Linked DNA regions of Pan troglodytes: region 2 is linked to region 1. The links are chromatin contacts, called in public Hi-C maps. All regions are on one chromosome and are shown on one strand. The core of a region is the stretch at or near the end of the contact, and the rest is flanking DNA. Distances in the headings are between cores, read along the strand shown.

The links. Hi-C and Micro-C count contacts between places; a contact is called where the count stands out from the background.
Region 2: a Hi-C map of induced pluripotent stem cells shows a contact between it and region 1, with 4 times the contacts expected there. The contact joins two enhancer-like sites. A contact is called at or near these places in 4 of 7 Hi-C or Micro-C datasets (blood, induced pluripotent stem cells and stem cell-derived neural progenitor cells).

The regions. Positions count from the first base shown.
Region 1 is chr19:69,251,316-69,256,447 of NHGRI_mPanTro3-v2.0_pri, reverse strand. No RefSeq gene overlaps it. Among named protein-coding and RNA genes, the nearest start is that of ANKFN1, 22 kb to the left of the region's middle. Within about 2 kb of position 3,342, at least 3 of the 24 cell types and tissues checked have an H3K27ac peak or open chromatin away from gene starts, as enhancers often do. A contact at or near this core is called in induced pluripotent stem cells, where this site is marked.
Region 2 is chr19:69,437,923-69,443,692 of NHGRI_mPanTro3-v2.0_pri, reverse strand. All of the region lies in intron 3 of ANKFN1 (ankyrin repeat and fibronectin type III domain containing 1), which reads right to left. Among named protein-coding and RNA genes, the nearest start is that of ANKFN1, 160 kb to the right of the region's middle. Within about 2 kb of position 3,947, at least 3 of the 24 cell types and tissues checked have an H3K27ac peak or open chromatin away from gene starts, as enhancers often do. A contact at or near this core is called in induced pluripotent stem cells, where this site is marked.

The DNA of each region.
Region 1 (5,132 bases), core at 2,093-4,592:
AGATATAGATATGTGTACACACACACACACACACACACAGGTATACACATCCCAAATGGTATCAGAGCTGTGAACAAATAGGCTCTGCTATTCTATTTTTAAGGCTGTCATTTTTCAGCACATCAGAACAAAGGAAAACACAGTAGGAGACGAAAGCAAACTGAGGGTTTTATTGCTTTTGTTTGAAGTCATCCATGCTGAAGTTGATTTTAATTTAAATGTGGGGTTAGTTTACTTTGGGGGTCATAGTGCACATGCAAGCTAGGACCCTCAGCAATTATCTTGCACCATGTAAAAATCGATGAACCTGTTCACTTGAGGAAAGGCTATTTCTTGTTTTATCACCAGAAATAAATTAACCAGCCAACTCAAGGATACATACACTTAATGACAGTGACAGAAATGAGTCGATAGCATCTTTACTGACTTCCCCCAGCAAATGTAACAGAGAGCTGACTTTCCTGGGTTGGTATCTAGAAAGGTAAGCCTGAATGGTTATTTTTTTTAATAATCTCTCACGTGTAAACAGAATGTACTTCCCTGTTTTGTGTTTGGCACTTGCACCAACATACTGATTTTCAAGTAAACAATTCTGAACTAGAATCCTCATGACTTGCTATGGTCTGAATGTTTGTTTCCCCCCAAAATTCATGTCTTAAAACCTAATTACCAAGGTGATGGTATTAGGAGGTGGAGTCTTTGGGAGATGATTAGGTCGGGGAGCTTCCCACTCATGCATAGGATTAGTGCCCTTATGAAAAAGACCCCAGAGAACTAGCTAGAGGGCTACCCTTCCACCGTGTGAGGACATGGCCAGAAGTCGGCAGTCTGCAACCCAGAAGAGCGCCCTCATCAGATACTGAATCTACAGGCATCTTAATCTTGGACTTCTTAGTCTCCAGAACTGTGGAAAATAAATTTATGTTACTTATAAGCAACCCATTTGAGTGTATTTTGTTATGGCAGCCTGGACAGACTAAGGCATGACTTTTCCCAATGACCTACTCTGTTTGCGATTTATTGATATATTCCAATTTTAGGAAAACCCATTAGAGACAGTCTTTGCTTTATAAAATTGAAGAATTGTGAATAAAGAAAATATTGGTAGGTTGAATCTCTTATGAAATATACTAGATAACTTATTACAGTGGGGCCTTCACAGTTGCAAGAGGTGCCCTGAGAGCAGGTGGCCACATATGGCTATGCAGAGGAGCACTGCCCCATGCCAGGTCACACATCTCAAACAGACCTGAGATCTCCAAAAAGCACCAAAGTTGCTTTAATGTCATGTTTCTTCATTTATCAAATGGGGAGAGTAAATGCATCCTCACTGAGCTGAGAGGATTAAAAGATACTTTTATATTAATTGAGAACAACGAGGCTGGACTAAGATGTGGGTTTTTGTTTGCACTAAGTGATCAGCCTCTGCACATCATCTTTGTAGCTCAGAAGATTCAAATTAAAAAGAAATCACGAACTACTTATCATGAGTCACTTGCAAATAGCTACAACTGTGAACAGTAAATGAAGCCATGAATTCTTACATTGAAAGGAATTCATGATTACAAGTTTTAATTTGAGGGTCCATATGATTTGATTCTTAAGTTAGAGTACACATTTGTAGATTTCAGAATAATTCTATTCCTCAGAGGAGTCTTCATATGATCAAAGATTCACTATAATGTTCTCATCTTTAAAAGAAATTGTTCTTAGAGACAGGGTTTTGCTATGTTGTCCAGGCTGGTCTCAAACTCCTGGGCTCAAGAAATCCTGTCTCGGCCTTCCAAAATGCTGGGGTTACAGGAATGAGCCACCACCCCTGACCATAGTATTTTCTTAATAGTGAGATTCCCACATAATTTTAAATCTCTTTAAATAGCCTGACTTTGTAGAACCACACTGCGGTGAATTCTTGCTACATCCATGTCCAGAAGGACATACTATTGATCACATCATGAGATAGTTCTGGATTCTTGGGTGATTAATGTCCTTGGAACAGGTTCAAGACTGGGCTCCACTAGAACAGACCAAACTCTAAATGAGTGCATTTTGTAAAAAGAGATACAAATTAGAGTCAGAGATTTTTTATTTTTTATTTTTGCCAACTGAAACAATTATGGTGGCTTCAGAGATTTCTGATTCAGTGGCCTTAAGTGCTTCACGCAAACTTTCATTTAGACAGTCCTCAGATCTCCAGGGCATCCTATATGTAGTAATGGGTTATTTCAAAAGCTGCTTCTAAAAACCTCCTGAATATTCTCCATTTACACATATTGAGGCTATACAGATACAGTTTGTTTCAAGACATAAGAAAGAAAATAATAAACAGCATTATGGATGGTGTATTGGGAATCACTATCTTATGTTCTAGCTACCTAGAGAGTCAAAATATTCAATTGCAAAGTGACAACTTCCATTTGCCCTTTATCTGCCTGGAATTTTCTGACAGTTTCCCCTACAGACTTTTTGAGCTCTTTGGTATCATACTGGTTTAGTCTTTACGGCACAAAGCTGGGTTTCTTTCAACTGCTCCTCTCTTTGTCTCAGATGCCCCATTCAATTTAAGACATATGCCTTTTTGCTTTTGTGAAAATGTAATCTTTTAAGTGACTCACAGAACAAGAAAAAAAAAAAACTCGAGTTAGAAGCCTGACAAACACCCAGATCAGCCAGCCTCACCCAGTTCAGTCCAAGGAGGTTTGACAAGTTGCTATACAGAAAAGCAGTCTTTTGGAGGCAAAACTGCTTGCCAGTGTGCACATCAACTCTGACAGAGGGCAAAACACCAGCTGCCTGAATACACTCTCAGGCTGCATCTCCAAGAGCAAAAAGGGCTCTTCAGTTTCAGCAAAGTGAACTGTCCTCCCCCCATCTAATCAAAATGCCCCTTGGTTGGCAGATTGAAATATCCTTCAATCCAGTAAACCTGCATGACTTTTCACAGCTAACCTCTGCCCAGGGAGAAGTCAATAAAGAAACAAAATGCAAATAAATTAGCATTCATCACTGCTGATCTAGTATAAATATTTATAAGGGAAAGATGCAGCGATTTTGAGTGATACCATGATCCGGACCCCACATAAACAGTTAAAAACAGCCATACTTGAGATATTGCACTTTGCATTTTTTTTTTCCATTTCACATCACCATAATCACCTAATAAATATTTAAATGGACCCATTTGCTGTAACTATAAAAGAACCGTGTAAACTTGTTGTCATCTAGACACATTAGCCGTGGTGGAGTCAATGAATTTCAACAGTCACTTAATATCGCAGCCACTAGCTACCTTAAAACTGCCAGCGAGGGCCTGCCAGGAAGCTACTGTAACAGCCCAGATCACTGCCTCCTGAGCAAGACACGAGCTTCATTATGAATGCGAGCATTGCTGCTCTAATTAGGCCTGGGAGAGGTTTAACAACCATCCTACAGTCTTGCTGCTGACAAATATAAAAATAAAGCCTTGTTCGAATTAGCAATGTGAAGTGAGAAGGTCTAGAAGCACCAACTGTCTGAGCGGCCCTGGGACGGCTCTAATCTATAGCGAGGTTATTTTGGTTCATAAACTGCTAGTATGTTACCTGCAGGAGGTCTCCCCTGTAAAATGAATTATAGTAAGCTATATGTGATAATTAACCATGCATTAGCAAATATCTTGAAACAGGGAGGCTCTGTTTTCTCTGTATTTTGACTAATAAAAGCATGAATTTGTTCAACAAATGATCATTTAGGTTGTGGAATTCTAACCATATTGGAAGGACACAGTGAGCAATACAACATTGTGCTGGTCTAAGGGTTTCCTTACCCAAACAGGCTGCTTAATAGGCTGGCTCCATACTATGATGCTATTCACAGACCTAAAAACCACAGCGTTGAGAAGACAAATACAATATACATTTAAAATAATATGAACCTTGTGTTATTATTTACTTTAAAATCACCCTATATGTGACAATTAAAAAAAATACATGGGTAAAGTTCTGTTTCAGAAAGTAAACTTATGTTTCATTTAAAATATTTAAAAAGAATTCCCATGACTTTTCAACAATTAAATAAATATATATCATTGTACTTTTTTTTTTTTTATGGAGTGGGTTGCTAAGAACTTTCTTTAGATGGTTTCAAACATGCTCTAGAAATAAAAACTAGATCACAACATTGAATAAGACAACACCATTTTCTGAATTACTTAATGCATCCTCCAAAGAGTACCAGTGAGTATATCATATAGGTATCATTGACTTTGAAAGAAGTGTTTTGGGTGCTGCACTCGGGCTGAAGAGTGGACTGGGCTGAATAAAAAGAATCCTGGGAGGTTGATGAGAAGAAGCGTCATCTCCAATTGTCAGGGCATTCATGCAGAACAGGAGTCCAGGTGTTTTTATCATTATAGGAAGCCACATGATGCTAATTTTGTGACCAGAGCCTGCCAGTAATAGAAGGTACCAATGATGCCTTAAAATTAATAGATTTTTCCCTTGTCCTGCAAGACACCGATTGCTTCTTTATAAAAAGCAGTATCTTCTCCTTTTTTCTCCTCATCTTCTAACCTCACAGTTAAAATGTATATTTATATGTAGTATATATAAACACACGCACACATACTTACACAGATCTAAAAATAATGCAGACAGACCACGCAGGCAGCTTCAGTGTTTATCCCAAATATGTGACCAATAGTTCTGCTTTAAATAGTCTATCCAAATCCATCAATAAGTTGAGGTTATCCCTTCTAAGCAGTTCCAAGAGTTTATATGTTTATACCCGAACTGTTTCCATGGGATATTAATAGATGTTAGCTAAAAGGGTTCTGTGGTCAGATATATATGAGAATCCCTGGATTAAGTAAAGTGACATAGGTTTCTTTACTGTAGGACTTCTCAGAGCCTTTACTACTGCCTTGGGAAATACTGCCCCAGTGCAAACATTAGATACACATAGCCAGTTCTCATTAGAAAGAGCATCTAGTTTTATAAAAAGTCTCACTAGTGATGCAGAGATGGAAAGAGATGTTGTTTCTGAAGATCTTGAAGGCCTTGCAGGGCTAAAAACCAGGACATTGTTACAGAACAGAACACCCTATACTCCTATACTCAACGAAAGAACATTCAATCCCAAGTGAGATTGAAGGC
Region 2 (5,770 bases), core at 2,698-5,197, 190 kb before region 1:
GTAAGCTAGGTGACTGAGTAACTCTACTAAGGTTAGGGGGTTGCCTCACAGGGGTCATGAGTTACACGTGCCATGCAGGCCTAAGGGGAGAGTGCCTCTGATAATAGTAGCAACACTTTCTAGAGCAAATACTCAAGTTGAGTCAAAAAGCCCATGTTTATTGCAAAGGAAATTCATTAATTCATCCATGTATTCATTAGTCTACTCTTCAATAGCCATTTAGTAAGTATTTAGTAGGTTAGATTCATTGTGCGTTACTTAGAGCCTATTGATGAAGTATAAACTCCCTGACATACCCTAGAAAAATTTCCCATATTCTGGCTCTTCCTATCTCTCTAGCCAAATTTCTCACCACCTTTCTATTTGCATTCCATGCTGTAGCTATTTTGAATATCTCTTAGTTCCTTGGACATGCTATATTCTTTCTGAATACCAGATCATCAAATATGATGGGTGTTCTTCTGCCTGGATGCTCAGTTTCCTATGTCTGGCTAACTCCCGTACAGCCTTGGAATCTTGGCTTAAACATCAACTCTCAGAGATATTTTTCTAGCCCCTAGGCTGTTAGGGTCCCTGCTCTGTGGTCTGAAAGCACGACACCTTATACTCTGCCATCATTATATCCCTTATATTTTATTGCACTTCATTGTTTAGCATCAGTCATCCCATTATATTGTAAGAGTTTAAGTGCAAAGTCTCTTATTCTCTGCTGTATGTCCAGGGTTTAGCAGAGTTCCTGGCACATAGAAGGCATTCAATAAATATTTGATGTTTTGTTGAAGTGCTTAGCATGCATTTATTGAATGAATACATAAATCACCTCAAGTAATAATGGGAAATGGGGTCTCAGAATTGAAAGGAACCTTAAAGTTCTCTTGGTATGTCTAATCTTTCTTGCCAAGTGACCATCCACAGAAGGCTTGCCTCCTCCAATTAATCCTTCTGGATTAATCTCAGCCCATATTGATCACACTCTTACTTTGTCTCCCACTTCCTAGCACTTTTACAGGATGTTCTTCCTTTTTGTTCTCTGGCTGTTTCCTGGAGTTCTTCTCGTCTCTGCAGACTGGTACTCTATAACTCTTAGCATAAGCCTGCAATTATTTGATGCTTGATTCATTGAACATCAAACACTTGAACAGGGAGTTAAATGATCACAGTCTTGTTTTAGGAAGATTTCTCTGGTTCTGAGGGAAGTATAAGTGAGATTAGCCAGACCTAGAGAAGACTCTAATAATGACTACAGCATGAGATGGGATCTAAAGGCAGCTTTGCCCTTTCTTTCCTTCTACTCCTCCCCCATTACTCCACCCTCCATGTCATAATACTAATGTTCTCATTTGGAACACTGAGAATGTTTGTTCCACACTCAGAACTTCCCCTCCACCCAATTCCACCCCCACAGTTATTTAACTTGCTTAGGATATTTGCGAATGTGTCTCACTGATTCAATTAAAAGCTCCTTTAAATACAAGGATTGTGTTTTATTTTGCATCTTTCTCCTTCAGCCACTACACCTCCAGCCCTAGTAAGTGCTCAGTAAAATTAAGAAAGAAAATCATTTATTATATGCAGATATTAAATGAAGCAATGTGGTTGGGAGGGCGCATTGCTCCCATTCAAAGATGAACAGGGCATCTTTTCAAAGATAAAAGAGATATACTTAGCATGAGATATGCAACCAATTACAATACAAGGCAGAATTAAGTAAATGCCATAAAAAAGTATGAGCAATGTGCTAAGGGAACATAGAATTATTACTTCTTTCTGTAACACATAGAAATGTTCACAGAGAAGGTGGCGTTTGAACTGGAACTGGAGGAATGAAGATCTCTCTACAGGTTGAAAAGAAGAAACAGGTTTGGCGTCAAGGCATAGTGTCAAGGCATAGAGTTCTGGGGCTGTTAGGGAATGACAAGTAGTCCAGTGTACTGGAGTGAATAATGCAGGGAAGAGCTGATGGAATTGGTCTCAAAAAGTAAGCAGGAGCTAAACTGGGGAGAGCTCGAACACCATGTTAAAGAGTTTGGATGTTATGCCATAGGTGACAGTGAGCTGAGCAGGAGAATGCCAGAACAGTTGATTAGGATCCACCTGGCCTGGCCATTGTGGATAGTGATGAGAACCCAGAAGCAGGAAGACACTGATGGTGTGAAGGCCTGTGAAGATGTAAATTAGGAGATGAAAGTCTTATATTTGGAGATAGAACTTACAGGATTGTCAATAGTATAGGTGGGGGATGGGGAGGATGAGAGAGAGAGACACGTTGAAGGTGACTTAAAGTTTTAGCCTACATGATGGCGGATGATGATGACATTAATTTATTCCAGTACATACACCTAGAGATAATTATGGCATGCAGGTTGTGGTCTGTGCTCTTTTTTTTAAGACAGAGAAAAGAACAGAAGCTGAGTCCTTGGAGTCATGTCAATGTGCCTAGACATTCATAGAATGCTTTGAAGAACCCATTTAGCACCAGGTAAAGATTTTAGCCCAGGCTGTGACAGATGAGCTGCCTCTAGCAACATTGAGGGCCATTTCCAGGGGGCATGGGTACAGAGTTTCCATGAAATGTGAGAGTCTGCGGTTTCCCACTACAGTTGTTTAGCTCATTGGAAAGAACCTGGGTCTGGGAAAGGGGAGTTTGAACTTCAGTCCTTGAGCTGCCCCTCACCAGCTGTGTGATCTTGGGCAAGTTACTTTTTATCATTAGGCTTCATTATTCTCACCTGTGAAATGACAGCGTTGGACCAGTTAAATTCAAAGGTCTCTTTTAGTATACTCTCCTCTGATTTGTGACATATGATGTATAGAATTTCAGAATACTTGCAAAATTAGGCCAAAGCCCACCAACATCAGAAGCCAGTAATGTCCACTTTCCCCTGCAAAATCCTGACCATATTTTGAGAATGTCCATATATCGCTGCAAATGCATGTCTGCCCTGTGGTTAGTTCCATGTGGTTTGTTTGTTAGACATAAATTTAAATTGATCACTTTTTGATGGCTATTTTCTAACAATTTTTCACTTTTTTTTCAGCGAAGATTTTTTTTTTTTTCCTTAGGGAGTGCCTTTTCATCAGGATCTCAAAATTAAATTATAAGAAAGTGGCATTCCCTTACTGTGGTCAGCAAAGAGCCTGGCCAGCCTACTTCCGTTCCCTAATCTCTTGACCTTCCTTAGGGCGCGGCTGCTCAATAACGGCTCCGATTCTTTTTTTAAAAATAAAATGTGCTACTTACCGAAAGCTGCTAAAAAGGAGACAAAAAATAGGAAAAGAAAACTAACACCCCAGGGTGTATCTGAATATGCTTATTATGTGCGCAGTTGTTAGTAATGAATGTGAAACTCTTCTTCCTCCTCCCTCTCAATTTCTAATCCCCAAAGAAAAAAGAAAAGGGGTGGGGGAGTGCATTGGCTATTCAATCCAAAGCAGAGTTTTTTTTTTTTTTTTTTTTTTTTTTTTCCTGAAGAAAAGATGCAGACTGCTCATGGGCATGCTAGTTCTTGATTATTTTGTTTTAAGCACCAATTGACCTTTCAGACTAAAAGTAACGGTCTCAAAATATCCTGAGAAAGCCTCTTTTAGAATTTTTCTCTAAGTCTTGGAGACGAGACACATTGCATCCAAAAAGACTCTTCGAAAAGAGATGGCCCATATTCCTCGTAGTGCAATCCGATGACAGAGTGTTTATCTGAACTAATCATGTGGGATTTTCCAGTGCCACATTTTTGAGAAACGGGATTCTCTTAAAGGAGGTTACAAACACTTCACTGAAAGCTTTCCAAGAACAGCTTCATCCGTCCTCTCAGCAGCCTCTCACCGGGCTGTAGCACCGACGTGATAATCAGAGTCCATGCTTCTGAAAAGCCTTCTTGTCCTGGCTGCCACCCTCCTTTCAGTCATCATTAGAATTCTCAAGCTATGAATCCCCTATTGTCTGTATGAGCCCAGGATCCCCCACACCATGCCGAGGAAGGAATGTGAGCCTCCTGGGTCTGGCTCTAAGTCTCAACCTTATCCAGCAGGTCACAAAGCCCCATTTATATGCAGTTCCAACATTTTATCATAATTCTTTATCTGCTCGGCCCCATATATCCTCTAGGGCAGTCAGGAGACATTTGGTAATGAAGCCCATTCATCCTTATTTTCTCAATTGGCACACTTCAGGTTATAATATTTATGTTCACACTGTCTTAATTTTGGATGTCAAAGATACTATACTAGACAAGTAGCATTGCCAAAGGATAATTGAACCATGTGGAAGAGTTCACCAGAGTCTGATACATGATGTGGTTTGTCATATTACCAATCATTGCATCAAAATAGTTACTTTTAATAGCTCAGTGGAAAAATAATAATAAATGCTGCCATTTATCAAATACCTTCTATGTGCCATGCAATGGTATCACTGAATTCTCACACTCTACAAAGTAGGATTATCCACTTTTTATCGATGAGGAAACTCAGGTTCAGAGAGATTAATCAGCTTGTTTATGTGCATTTAGGGACTGAGCTGAGACTCAGACCCAGGTCTCTGCAAAGTTTGTGGTATTTCCACTTCATTCCTTTGCCAAGAAATAAGAAATAATACATAATATGTATAATAATATAATAAGAAATATAATACATTTCGTTAGTTGTTTTACATTAATGTAACATAATTATTTTTCATCAAAAACATGTAAATAATTATGAAGTTCGGGCTGATAAAATGCTTTGGCCAACTGAGAAATGAGATCTGCTCTGATAAGCATTAGCACATCAGTAGGAATTTGTAGCATAAATTTCACCTATCAATAGGTGGCAGTATTCACCTAACTCTCTTTAAAAGGAGCCAGCATAGGTTGCTTCTTATGACCAATCCCTAGGCCATCTGTATTCTTTGATGCACTAGATTTGGTCATAATGAATAAAGTGTGTAATAGGTTGGTGGCTAATTGGACCTCAATCACGCCTTTGTATAGGGATATCTGGACTGTGGTGCGGTTGTGGTAGAGGACTGTTATCCATGGCAGAGATGTTGGGATCCCTCTCCATTTACAACACTCATTTTGGCCGTTCCTCTGGGGAAGTCTTTTATTGGTGATTCAAAGCCAAAGATGATTTTTGTGCCCTGGTTTACTTTAAGGATGTTGTGCAGAATTCTCAAACAATTTGAAAATGAAATAGTTAATACTCTAGGATTTGATAACTCATAAACCAATGTTTGTCTAGATTAAAAAATAGAACATTTATCAGACTTCAGGGTTTCAGCTTTTTCAAAACCCTATGTATGTGTACAGCTACCCATCAAATCATATGAATCTTCACCAGTAGGCACGGAAGCTGGAATCCATGAGGTGACTATTCAATAGACAAGTCAAAATGGTTGCGTTGATTAGTCAAAATACTGAAGGATAAATGACTACTCAATTTTAGGCAGACCCTTCCTCCTCCTCTTCCTCCTTTGTCTATGTTTTTTCTTCCTCCTCATTTTTTTGTAAAGAAAATCTTAATATTGAAATATCTGCAGTTAAAAGTCACAGATTCAGTCTCTATTTTCTACTTGCCAACAGGAGTCCACTTAGGAGAATTTAGCTTTATAAAGTCAAGAAAACAGGTAGATAAAAAGATAAAAGAATAAGCTGAAAGATTCTTTGACCTATCTTTATGCTATCTTCTCCATTTTCATTTGAGATACTTGGGAACAGATCATTATCAATGACGACAAACAAGCACTTGGAAATCAGATAGGATGAGTAGTCCTAACTCAGAACTAAGACGTTGA